3 separate regions of the Mus musculus genome follow, and all the other regions are linked to region 2. Evidence: chromatin contacts called from public promoter capture Hi-C data. All regions are on one chromosome and are shown on one strand. Each heading gives the region's core, a stretch centred on a gene start, on an enhancer-like site or on the middle of the called end of the contact. The rest is flanking DNA. Distances are from core to core; before and after follow the strand shown. Region 1 holds the start of Dap (death-associated protein). Region 2 holds the start of Rpl30 (ribosomal protein L30). Region 3 holds the start of Slc25a32 (solute carrier family 25, member 32).

Evidence for each region. Promoter capture Hi-C pulls out the DNA fragments that hold promoters and counts their contacts.
Region 1: a contact with region 2 is called in a promoter capture Hi-C map of pre-B cells. The contact joins the promoter of Dap here to the promoter of Rpl30 in region 2. A contact is called at or near these places in 3 of 39 promoter capture datasets (liver and pre-B cells) and 1 of 484 Hi-C or Micro-C datasets (CD4 T cells).
Region 3: a promoter capture Hi-C map of pre-B cells shows a contact between it and region 2, with 4 times the contacts expected there. The contact joins the promoter of Slc25a32 here to the promoter of Rpl30 in region 2. A contact is called at or near these places in 2 of 39 promoter capture datasets (liver and pre-B cells) and 1 of 484 Hi-C or Micro-C datasets (CD4 T cells).

The regions. Positions count from the first base shown.
Region 1 is chr15:31,222,609-31,225,869 of GRCm38.p6, forward strand. It overlaps Dap (death-associated protein), which reads left to right and starts at 1,777. Exons shown (of 4, transcript NM_146057.3): 1 at 1,777-1,975. The coding sequence starts at 1,921.
Region 2 is chr15:34,441,552-34,444,942 of GRCm38.p6, forward strand. It overlaps Rpl30 (ribosomal protein L30), which reads right to left and starts at 1,725. Exons shown (of 5, transcript NM_001163485.1): 1 at 1,634-1,725; 2 at 1,474-1,526; 3 at 1,084-1,229. The coding sequence starts at 1,494.
Region 3 is chr15:39,110,832-39,114,252 of GRCm38.p6, forward strand. Slc25a32 (solute carrier family 25, member 32) reads right to left here and starts at 1,885. Exons shown (of 7, transcript NM_172402.3): 1 at 1,517-1,885. The coding sequence starts at 1,670. Dcaf13 (DDB1 and CUL4 associated factor 13) reads left to right here and starts at 2,043. Exons shown (of 11, transcript NM_198606.2): 1 at 2,043-2,220. The coding sequence starts at 2,151.

The DNA of each region.
Region 1 (3,261 bases), core at 527-3,026, 3.2 Mb before region 2:
CTGGGCTGAGAAACCTGGTATCTGGGCCCAGCTCACATTCACCAGACTGAAATGACTCTTTCACCTCCTCCCCCTCCCGCTCCCCCTTCCCCTCTCTCTATCTCTTTCTCTGTGTATGTTCTTGTTAAAAATGAATTATCCTCTCTCATCCCTAGAACCATTTAAGATTCAATTAACACCAGTCAACATTACTAGAATCTGTTCGGTAGACACCAGTGCATAGAATGCTCCCAGAGTGGTACTCAACATGTAGACTGTACCTGTGACAGACTGGGCTGGACATGCCCACACCCACCCACATGCCTCCTCCACAAGTGAAAGTGAATGAATATACTATTATATCCTAAGCATCCACTCCATTTTCTGTGTAGGCCCCATTTGTTGCTCTCTGTTAAGACAACATTGTAGGAGACCCATTGCCTCTCTGTTCCAGGATTATATGGGTCTTTTGCGATTGCCATGGCTAAGGGCCTGGAATATAAGTGAAAACCATATACCAGGCTTCTCCTTCCATGGAGCTGACAGTCCAGTCCATGGAGAATTCCAGTAAATGAGCAGAGAGAAATAAGGACGGCCAGATGAGGTTGATCGCATGGAGGCAGTAAAAAACATGAACAGAAACATGAGCCGGGCACCTTGGCTACATTCTCAGATCCCACAGGTCAGCTGACTTCACAAGCTGGTTGTACTATAGGAAGGAGTCAGTCATGTAGATATCTGGAGGAATCAGTGCTCAGTGATGGGAATAGCAGATGCCAAGACCAGAAGAACTGGCCTGTCCCACTAAAGAAGGATCAGAACAACCAATATGGGTCAAGGAGCCATAAGCAATGAGCTGCTAGTTTGCCAGGCCCTGTCACGAAAAAAGCCTTGTGGGTTGTATGTGCTACAGGTTGCATTTGATGGCCACAAGGGCTTCAAACCTCCTCGACTAAGAAATTGTTTCTATGCAAGCCTGCAAACCACTTGCCTCTTGAGAACCGCGAGCTAAATAATTCTGAGTAATTTATGAATTACTCAGACGCCAACATCATTACAGTGGAAAGCACCCCAGGAACGTGTAGGGAAGAGGGCCAAGGATGATGCACGGGAGATACAAATATTTACAAGTCTACAGAGAAGCTTGCCAAGCCGAATGGCAGCCACGGTGGTCTGGACAAGGCAGAGACATGGCGTCCCTAAAGCTAAAGAACATCCAGAGCTGTCTGCAGTGCTCCTACGAGATCAAAGGCACTGGACAAGTGACCTTCGGATTTGGCAGCCTGGGGTCAGGGAGAGGTTCTGAGAGATCAGTCAAGAGGTTCTGAGAGTAAGGAAGGAGTAGAGAGGTGTGGCACCCTGCCTCTTTTAATAGCTGGGTCGTCTAAGATCCGTGTGCAGCCTGGAAGGGATGGTGGCAGGCCCTTTTCTAAAGATAGAAGACTGCTGATCTTGCAGAGCTGCGAGTTCTAGAGAGTAACGGATAAGTTTTGCTGCAAAGTGAGCCAAGGAGCCAGGAGCTGCCATCTCTGAACGAAACCCCGCGCTGGGGTCTCGAACCACCAGCAGGCTACGCTTCCCTCAGTGACAGCTTGGCTAGTGAACACGCACCACGGGTCCAGCCCCTCGCTGGTCGCAGGGCCGCCCCGCCCTTCACGTACACACGCGCCCTGTCATCCTTCCCATACAATAGCCTTGGAGTCGTACGTGGCGCTGGCCGCTGCGCATGCTCCACAAGGACGGGCGGGGCGAGGCGAGGCGGCTCACAGAGTTCGGGTGGGCGGGACCGTGCCACGCAGCCGTTTGGAGCCACGCCCCCCTGCCCGGGGCGGCAGTGCGCGTTCCCGAGCAGCGCGCGCCTCACGCCTTCCCCCGAGTCCTCGCGCGCGCACTGACGCCCACCCCGCGGCTGCCGTCGCCCCTCCGAAAACCAGCGGCGCCATGTCTTCGCCTCCAGAAGGAAAGCTGGAGACCAAAGCTGGACACCCGCCCGCCGGTACTGACTGGTTTGCACTATGTCTTGGGGCGCCGGGAGGGGACAGGGCAGGATCGGGGTCCCAGTGCCCCGGTGCCCCTTGCTTGTGTGCTGCGCAGGCGCGCAGGTGAGCGGGCCCGGGGTGCAGGTGAGCGGGTCGCGGGATCCAGCCCTCCCCGGCGGGGACACCCTAGTTGTACAAGTCAAAACTCAAAAGTAGGCAGTTTTTATGAGATTGCACAGATGTTTGCGTGGGAGACCCCCAACAATTAAAAGGTAGTGTTGTATCATGATGATTAATCGTGGGCTGACAGCATTTCACACTGACAGACCAAAGAAGCGGAAATAATTATGATCATTAATCACCCGGCATGACTTCCTTTATTCATTTAATTTTCGCATCCAACTCCCTCTTGAAAGTGGTTAAAACGGTATTTTTTTAAAGCAAACCCGGAACTTCTGAGCCAAAACTTCTTTTTACTGGCAGTTCAGTCCAGTAAAGAGCCACCTCTCTTAGGAAATGGTGAGCAACCTTTGTGTGCCTTGGGCAGCCGCCTCCACTCAGTTCCTGTTTGTTCCTCCATGGCTGGAGGAGTTGGCATTTCTACTGCCCTTTCTGGTGGCAGAGATACCTGTGGAAGCACCACAGAGAGCCAGCCTGGAAACCGTGGGTCCTAGAAGCCAAGTCTCCTGTGGTATAAAACCAGGGCATCTCCCTGCAGACCTTGGAGGACTGTGTGGGGTAGGGACACATCTGTACCATCTTTCTGTAGTAAAAACTTAGACTCTCCAGCTGCTGGCCCCACTGGAGAACAGGAGGAGAGAGGAAACTGCCTTTAAAGTATGCTGTATTTCAAAGCTGATTCACTATGACAGTGCTTCTCAACTCGCCTAACTGGGGTTAGGAGTTATAGCTACGGGAGTCTTTGTGTTCAGTGTAAGATACTATGCTAGAGTATGGAAGGCTCTGGGTTCAATTCTCACTTCTTACAATACAAATTAACTTGTGGAAAGATTACCTTTAAGATACTGGCTCCTATCCCTAACCAAGTCTGTCCGCAATGGGTACCGGCTTGCTTCGCCAGTGGCGTCTCACTGAGTATATTAAACCACCTTCAGGGTAGGCCCTATGCCCCAGTAAATAGATGGCCAACGCAAAACGAACTCAGTGGTATTTTTGTAGACTTCCTGTCTCATGTGGTTTTCTTTGAGCATTTTTTAAAATCTTACTAGTGTATTGCTTGTGTATTTTGGTTTGTGGTTTTGTGGACTCTGTGTGTGTGTGTGTGTGTGTGTGTGTGTGAGAG
Region 2 (3,391 bases), core at 475-2,974:
GTATCCAATATTAAAGTACATTGTATTCATGTTTCAATTTACTAAGTTTAAAATGTGTAAGTTACTTAAAAACTAGAAAAGGGTATAATAGACATAAAAAAGCCAATGCTGGCCTGGAGATATGGTTCACTGAAAGCTTGTACTGCTCTTAAGAAAGTTCAGTTTCCAGCATTCACATCAGCCACCTCACAACACCAGGAGAATCTCGTGTCAGCAACAAGTATATACTCCATTTTAATCAAACGAAGGCAAAGAATAATAGGAAGGTGGAGTGGAGGGTCAGAAACCTAAAAAAGTAAGCCCTCTTAAACCACCTACTATACAGTGAATACTACATAAGGGCTGCTGATAATATTACCCAAAAAATAAATACTTCAGTGCCAAGTTAAAGGATACAAATTGTTAAGATTTGAAAGTTCCACAGAACCTTGAGCTTAGAATGTGGCCCCACATACCAACAGTGCTCCAAAGTGCTTATGAGAAATGAACTTGAAGCTCCAGCCTGGACCCACTGAGTCTGAGCTTGTAATTTAGTAATGAATGTCTACGCTGCCACTATGAATCGACTGGCAAAGGTTTAAAATAAGACCAAACATTCCAAACTCTGCCACTAAGTATAGACACCTACATAAAAGGCTGAAGAGGTGTACAATTGCCATAGAAAAATCAAGGAGCGTATACTACACAAGCTTCTTCAGCTTACTTAAAATACTTGTTAGGTTCGAGTTAAAATAGTTAATCAAGAATGAACGTGTTCAGAAAATTGGACCCTGCCAAATAGGTGATTTCATGATACCATCACCTCCATAATCCAGCCAGAATTTTTCTAAACTAAAACAGGCACATGAAGCGGAGTGTTAACACTTCAAACCTTGAAAAATTCGGGATCGGGCTTCCCCCAGTCTGCGTGTATCATTTGTATACCTCCTGTCACACAACGTGCCTCAAAGGTACATTTACAAAAAACACACACAAAGCAAGGTCCAAACATCAGAAAGCAACCATCATTATTCTTCTTCCCAATGCTGGATACTGCACAGTGAATTTACAATAGGCTGCACACATCCAGGTTCCCTCCATTACCTCAAAGCTGGACAGTTGTTGGCAAGGATAACCAACTTCGCTTTGCCTTGTCTGATCATCTTCAGAGTCTGCTTGTAGCCCAGCACGTACTTCCCACTTTTCATAACAAGTTGGAGCCTAGAGTTGATCGACTCCAGAGACTTTTTCTACAATGCAAACGTTTGAGACTTGAACACCACTTGCAGTCATCTAAAACCAAACTCAGTTCCAGATTTCTGGAACTGAACCCTTTCATGATGTCTGAGACCATACAAAGAGCCTCTCGGATTCACTTTGAGACCCTGAAACGTCAGCGACAAGTCGTCCACCCAGTGTGCTCAAATCTATCCGCCCCGGCCCGACCCAGCTCTCCACGTGAACCGGCTTCCGGGCCCGATCGGCTTCACTCACCGTCTTCTTTGCGGCCACCATCTTCCTGCCTTAGGTGCGGGACAACCCCCAACCTAGCATACACAGAGGACAGAAGAGAGGATTATAATCCAGAGCGTCAAACACCAGCTAGCGGAGCTCCCCGAGCCGCCTAATCGTTTACCCCGCAGAGCTCACTCACCAACACCAGCCGCCAAGATGGCCGGGGAGCGAGAAAGGAAGGAGCTCCCACAATGCAAAGCTCTTCTAGGCCGACAGAGGATTGTGGGACCGGAAGCGGAAGAGAAGCCGGTCCGGGTCACAAGCAGAACAGCGCTTGCGAGAGTAGTCTGCGGTAGTTGGTTGCTATGGGGACCGGGTTACAACGCAGGCTGGGCTGCTGCGGCGTCTGGGCTCCGGCCTTCGGTTCTGGGCGTTTGTTCTGCTGCAGCGGGCTGACACCGCGGAGAGCCGGAGCTCGATGGGAGCTGACGACGAGGCCCAGGGCTCCGTGGCGAGGCGGCAGCGACCTGGCCTCTCCTGGGCTGGTCTCCGCCTGACGTTGTCTTGGGCGTGCTCCGGAAGGACCCCGGGCCGCCGGTTTACCCCGTGACTGCTCACCAGGAGCGGAGGCATCTCTGTCCACCCGCCGCTGATCTTCCTGTTTGCCGCTCCGTAGGACACACACCCCTTTTGCGGCGGTTTTATACCGTGTACTTGGGAGCCTACTTTGCACAGGGACCACAATTGAAAAAAAAAAAAAAAAAACCTGGTGAAGTGGCTGACGGGTAAATGCGCTTGTCGCTAAGTAGACGAATGAGTTCCAAACCCACGTGGTGGGAGGGGAGCGCCAAGTCCAGCAGGTTTTTCTTTGGCCTGCGCTTGAATGCTCACATACGTATACAGAAGTAAAGAAATAGTCGCAATACGAATAATTTAAAAAATCATTTTGCTACGAAACTTGGGCCGTTGTATAAATGTAGCATTCAAGGAAAAAAAAAAAAAACCTTGAAAGCCTCTACTATTTACGCACTAGCACCAACGAAAACCCAGGGCTGTTGAGATTGTTCAGTCAGTAAAGTGTGCTTGCCTTGCAAGCGTGGGGACCTGCATTTTATGCCTAAACCTCTCTGTCAATCCCCAGCCCCCAAAAGTCTGGCATGGTTGTGCACACTTGTAACTCCATTTGTGGAACAGATTCCCCAAGGCTGGCTAGCCAGCCAACCTAGTCTAACCTGTCAGCTCCAGGTCTCAAAGATCTTGTGAAAAATAAGGTGGACAACTACCGAGTAAGTACCCAGAAGTTGACCTGTGACCTCTGCCCAACTGCACAAGCACCTGTGCCACCAAATTTATATAAGCATGAAAAAGGAAACCCAGGGTAGTAGGTAAGCTGTATGGTGAGTTACTTTGCCCTGGAGGTTAGGAAAGGGAAGAACAACCCTGCCTCCCCTTAATTAAAATAACTTTAAAAACATCCATGAGTCATGCGGGTCGAGATGATCTATACCTATAATCCCACCCGGAGCTGGCAATCTCTGTGAGTTGATCTTTTGGAAAAAGAAAAAAAACGGAAACTAAAACATATTACTTAGCCAACACACACACTCTATGAGATAGTAACTGTGTTATTCTCACATTTTTACAGCTAGTGTATTACAGAAGTATGAATAGAACCAGGCCTGCAAATTAGGGTTTTTTGGTTTTTGTTTGTTTTGGTTGAGTCTTTTGAGACAGGATTTCTCTGTCTGTCCTGGAACTCACTCTGTAGACCAGGCTGGCCTCGAACTCAGAAAATCCAGAAATTTTACATTAAAATTTATTCAACTGTTGTGGCCCATTTTAATGTGAATTTGACCAAACGGTAGTGTTCAATTACCATACTCTTTGCTTTAACATTTAGGCATAAAGTACTTAGGATGGTACAAATCCAGCTAATTGTCTTCTATTAATCCAGTTT
Region 3 (3,421 bases), core at 635-3,134, 4.7 Mb after region 2:
GTCCAAGACTATCTATTCACATTCAAGTCACTGTTAGCAGGGACTTAGAGGTGCTACGGGGAGAGGGTAAGTGCAGGGTAGTTTCAGAGTGAAAGTGCTGAACCCAAACCTCAGATTGCTATTTACCATCTTGTGACTTGGACAACTTACTCAACCCCTACCATTATCAGCTTCATAAAGGTCATAATAAATGCCTATTATACATTCAATCAAAGTTAGTTATCAATGTTTGCAACTATTATAACAATTATTTATAGTTGCATATCAAACTCCATGGAATTATTTCTCTGCGGTGTCTTTTCTAGAATACACTCCACAGGTACCACACATTCTCCACCACGGAATGTCTTGTCTCCTCTAGCTGTCAAAATATTAATCCTGTTGAGGACTTTAATATGGAACCTTTACAGATACATACAAGCCACCTATGTTTATTTTTTTAATATTTACTTTATCATTTCATATTTCATATGTGCCCCTGGGTGGGTATGTGCATGTGCTGGCAGAGTCCAGAGATGTTAGGTTTCCTTGAAGCCAGAATTATAGACAGTTGGGAGCCACCTGCTCAAAGTGGGTGCTGAGAACTCAATGTGGGTCCTGTGGAAAGGCTAAGTCATCTCTCCAGCCCCAGCTTTCCTTATATAGTCTTTTTATATAGCCTATTTGTGCTCTTATTTTGTATTTGAATTTATTCTACTTAGCAACTGATTTCATGTTGTGTAGAATCCTTTTATATATCTTAGGGTAATTACATTTTTAAGTTTCCTAACGATAAGAAACTGTTGGTACTTCTTAGTTCGACTCCACTGTTCAACATTAAGACACATACATCAAGTAAATCGAATAAAATTAGAATGCTCTACTAAATCCATCTCTAAAGATTTGATTTTCTGGAAAAATTTAGTTTGTAATAAATGAAATAACAGAAATGGTTTCTAAATAGTTACCAAGGCTCACCTATGTAATGCAACTTGGTATTAATTCCTAAAATGCCGTGCTAATTTCCATATACTTAATTCACACTTTAATACAGTTATTTAGAGTGTAGAAGCTCCTCCTTCCTTCACCAGACAATGCATATTTTTAAATACTGCAAACTAAAGAAACTTTAGTGAATATTTTAATCCCAAACTATGACCTTACTCTCCGAAGGTGACAAAGCACCGGCTCACACACTTGTACTTTCGTCTGACTTTATACAGCCAAACACGTGGCTGCCCTAAGACTTCAAATTACCCCAAAGAGTGAATGACTCGTGAACATGAGGGTCAAATGTGACAACCTCCTTTCTCTCAAACTTCACCCACTTTCCCTATCCTTTATGGTTAGGAGACACAGGGAAAGCCGGGGTCCCCTTCCTAAATCCTAGCTCCAGGTAACGCAGGGTGCACAGCATCATCTTAGGGGCTCTCCCCCTTGTAGTAGAGTCTGGGGAGACTAATGTCTCTTCTGCGTGTAAGTGCTTCGCTGGGGCTGGCAGCAAGGGAAGCCGCCCGGGACGTGGGCAGGCTCTTACCAGCGAAGCGGATCTTCACGAGGTCGAGCGGGTGCAGCGCCAGGTTGGACAAGACCCCGCCACTCACGCCAGCCACCAGGTTCTCGTACCGGACGTGGCGGAACACCGCGCTCCACGCCGCCGACCCGGCAGCCGACTGGCCCTGGCCTGTCATGGGCTCCGGGTTCGTCGACACTACGGCGTCCAGCGCCGCCGACGTGGGGCGTGATGTAGTGGCCGCCACCGTGGCGACTGTCGCGGCCCGGGGCCTGGAACCGCAGGACGCGAGCCCACTTCCGGGACCGGAGCCCGGGACGCTGCTGCAGGCAAGTCACACCCGCGGCAAAGCGGGGAGTAGGAGAAACCTCAGAGCGGAGCTTGCTTAGCCCCGCCCAGCAGGCCTGGCCCCGCCCACAGCTGCGCGCGCTCGCCCTCGGGTCAAGACGCGAGCGACAGCTGAAGGACCGCCCCCTCCAGCTCCTAGCCGGAGAGACTACGGAACGCCGCGAGGTCCAGCTGAGCCATCCGGCTGCCACTCTGCGGAGCCACGTGACAGGAAGCCCGCGGAAGGCGGAAGTAGTGTGTCTGCGTGCTGGCCCCGGTAAGTCGAGCCCGGTTTAAAGGCTCGTGGAGTCCGACACCCAGAGCCGCCAAGATGAAGGTGAAAATGCTGAGCCGAAACCCTGACAACTATGTCCGCGAAACCAAGCTGGACATACAAAGAGGTGAGAGGAACTGGAACAGAGGAAGGGGCCTCCTCCCGGATTCTTTGGGTCTGGCCAGCTTTCGAGCAGTAAAAGGGGCGGGAGGCCAGCGCTCTGGTCTCGGTTTCCCTCTCCGCCTAGGCGGCTGCGTCCACACGGGGCTGGTGAGGATCAGAACTGCAGATGGCACATACCTCTACGTCCTTTGTGAGAATTTTCCTCTAGTGGGAAGTAGTTACGTATACACGCCTTTAATCCCAGCACTTGGGAGGCAGAGGCAGGCGGATTTCTGAGTTCAAGGCCAGCCTGGTCTACAGAGTGAGTTCCAGGACAGCCGGGGCTACAGAGAGAAACCCTGTCTGCGTTACTAAAGGTTCTCTCTCCTCCCCCTAGCATTGCTAACGTGTGGTATATGGCCCCCCCCCCCAGCTCCCAAGGTGTTTTACATGGTAATAATTTCTTTTCTTTTTTTTTTTTTTGGTAATATTTCTTAAATGAAAAGTAGATTTGTCCCCAGAGTTTGACGTTAATTATTTTGAATCTTTGAACCTCATTACTTTTTTTTTTCTTCCACTTTCACCAAACAGTGCATTGCTGGATGGAGCTGTCATGGTTTATAGTGCTTGGCCCAGGGAGTGGCCTTGTTGGAGTAGGTGTGTCACTGTGGGTGAGAGCTTTAATACCCTAGTCCTAGCTGCCTAGCAGAAAGTATTCTCCTAGCAGCCTTCAGATGAAGCTGTAGAACAACTCTCAGCTCCTCCTGCACCATGCCTGCCTAGATTTTACCATGTTCTCACCTTGATGATAATGGACTGAACCTCTGAACCTGTAAGCCAGCCCCAACTAAATGTTGTCCTTATAAGAGTTGCCTTGGTCGTGGTGTCTGCTCACAGCAGTAAAACCCTAACTAAGACAGTGGCTTACGTTACCCTTGCCAATGTGGGTGCATTTCAGGCTTTGTCTTGGAGCTATACTTATGTACGTATCTTTACATACTTATCCCTACAAGTGCCCTCCATCCTGCGCATCAGTGTCCTCTTCTGTGTTTTCAGTACACATTGTTTGGATTTGTCAGTGCTTATCACATTATCTCATGGTTCATGCTGATTAGCAGGCTTTCCTATCAGCTTGAAAAGAGAGGAAAGAATCCTATTCCTATATGCAGTGTTTAGACAATAACTCACATAAATAGCTACTTTGTAAGTATCGGAATGAATGAATG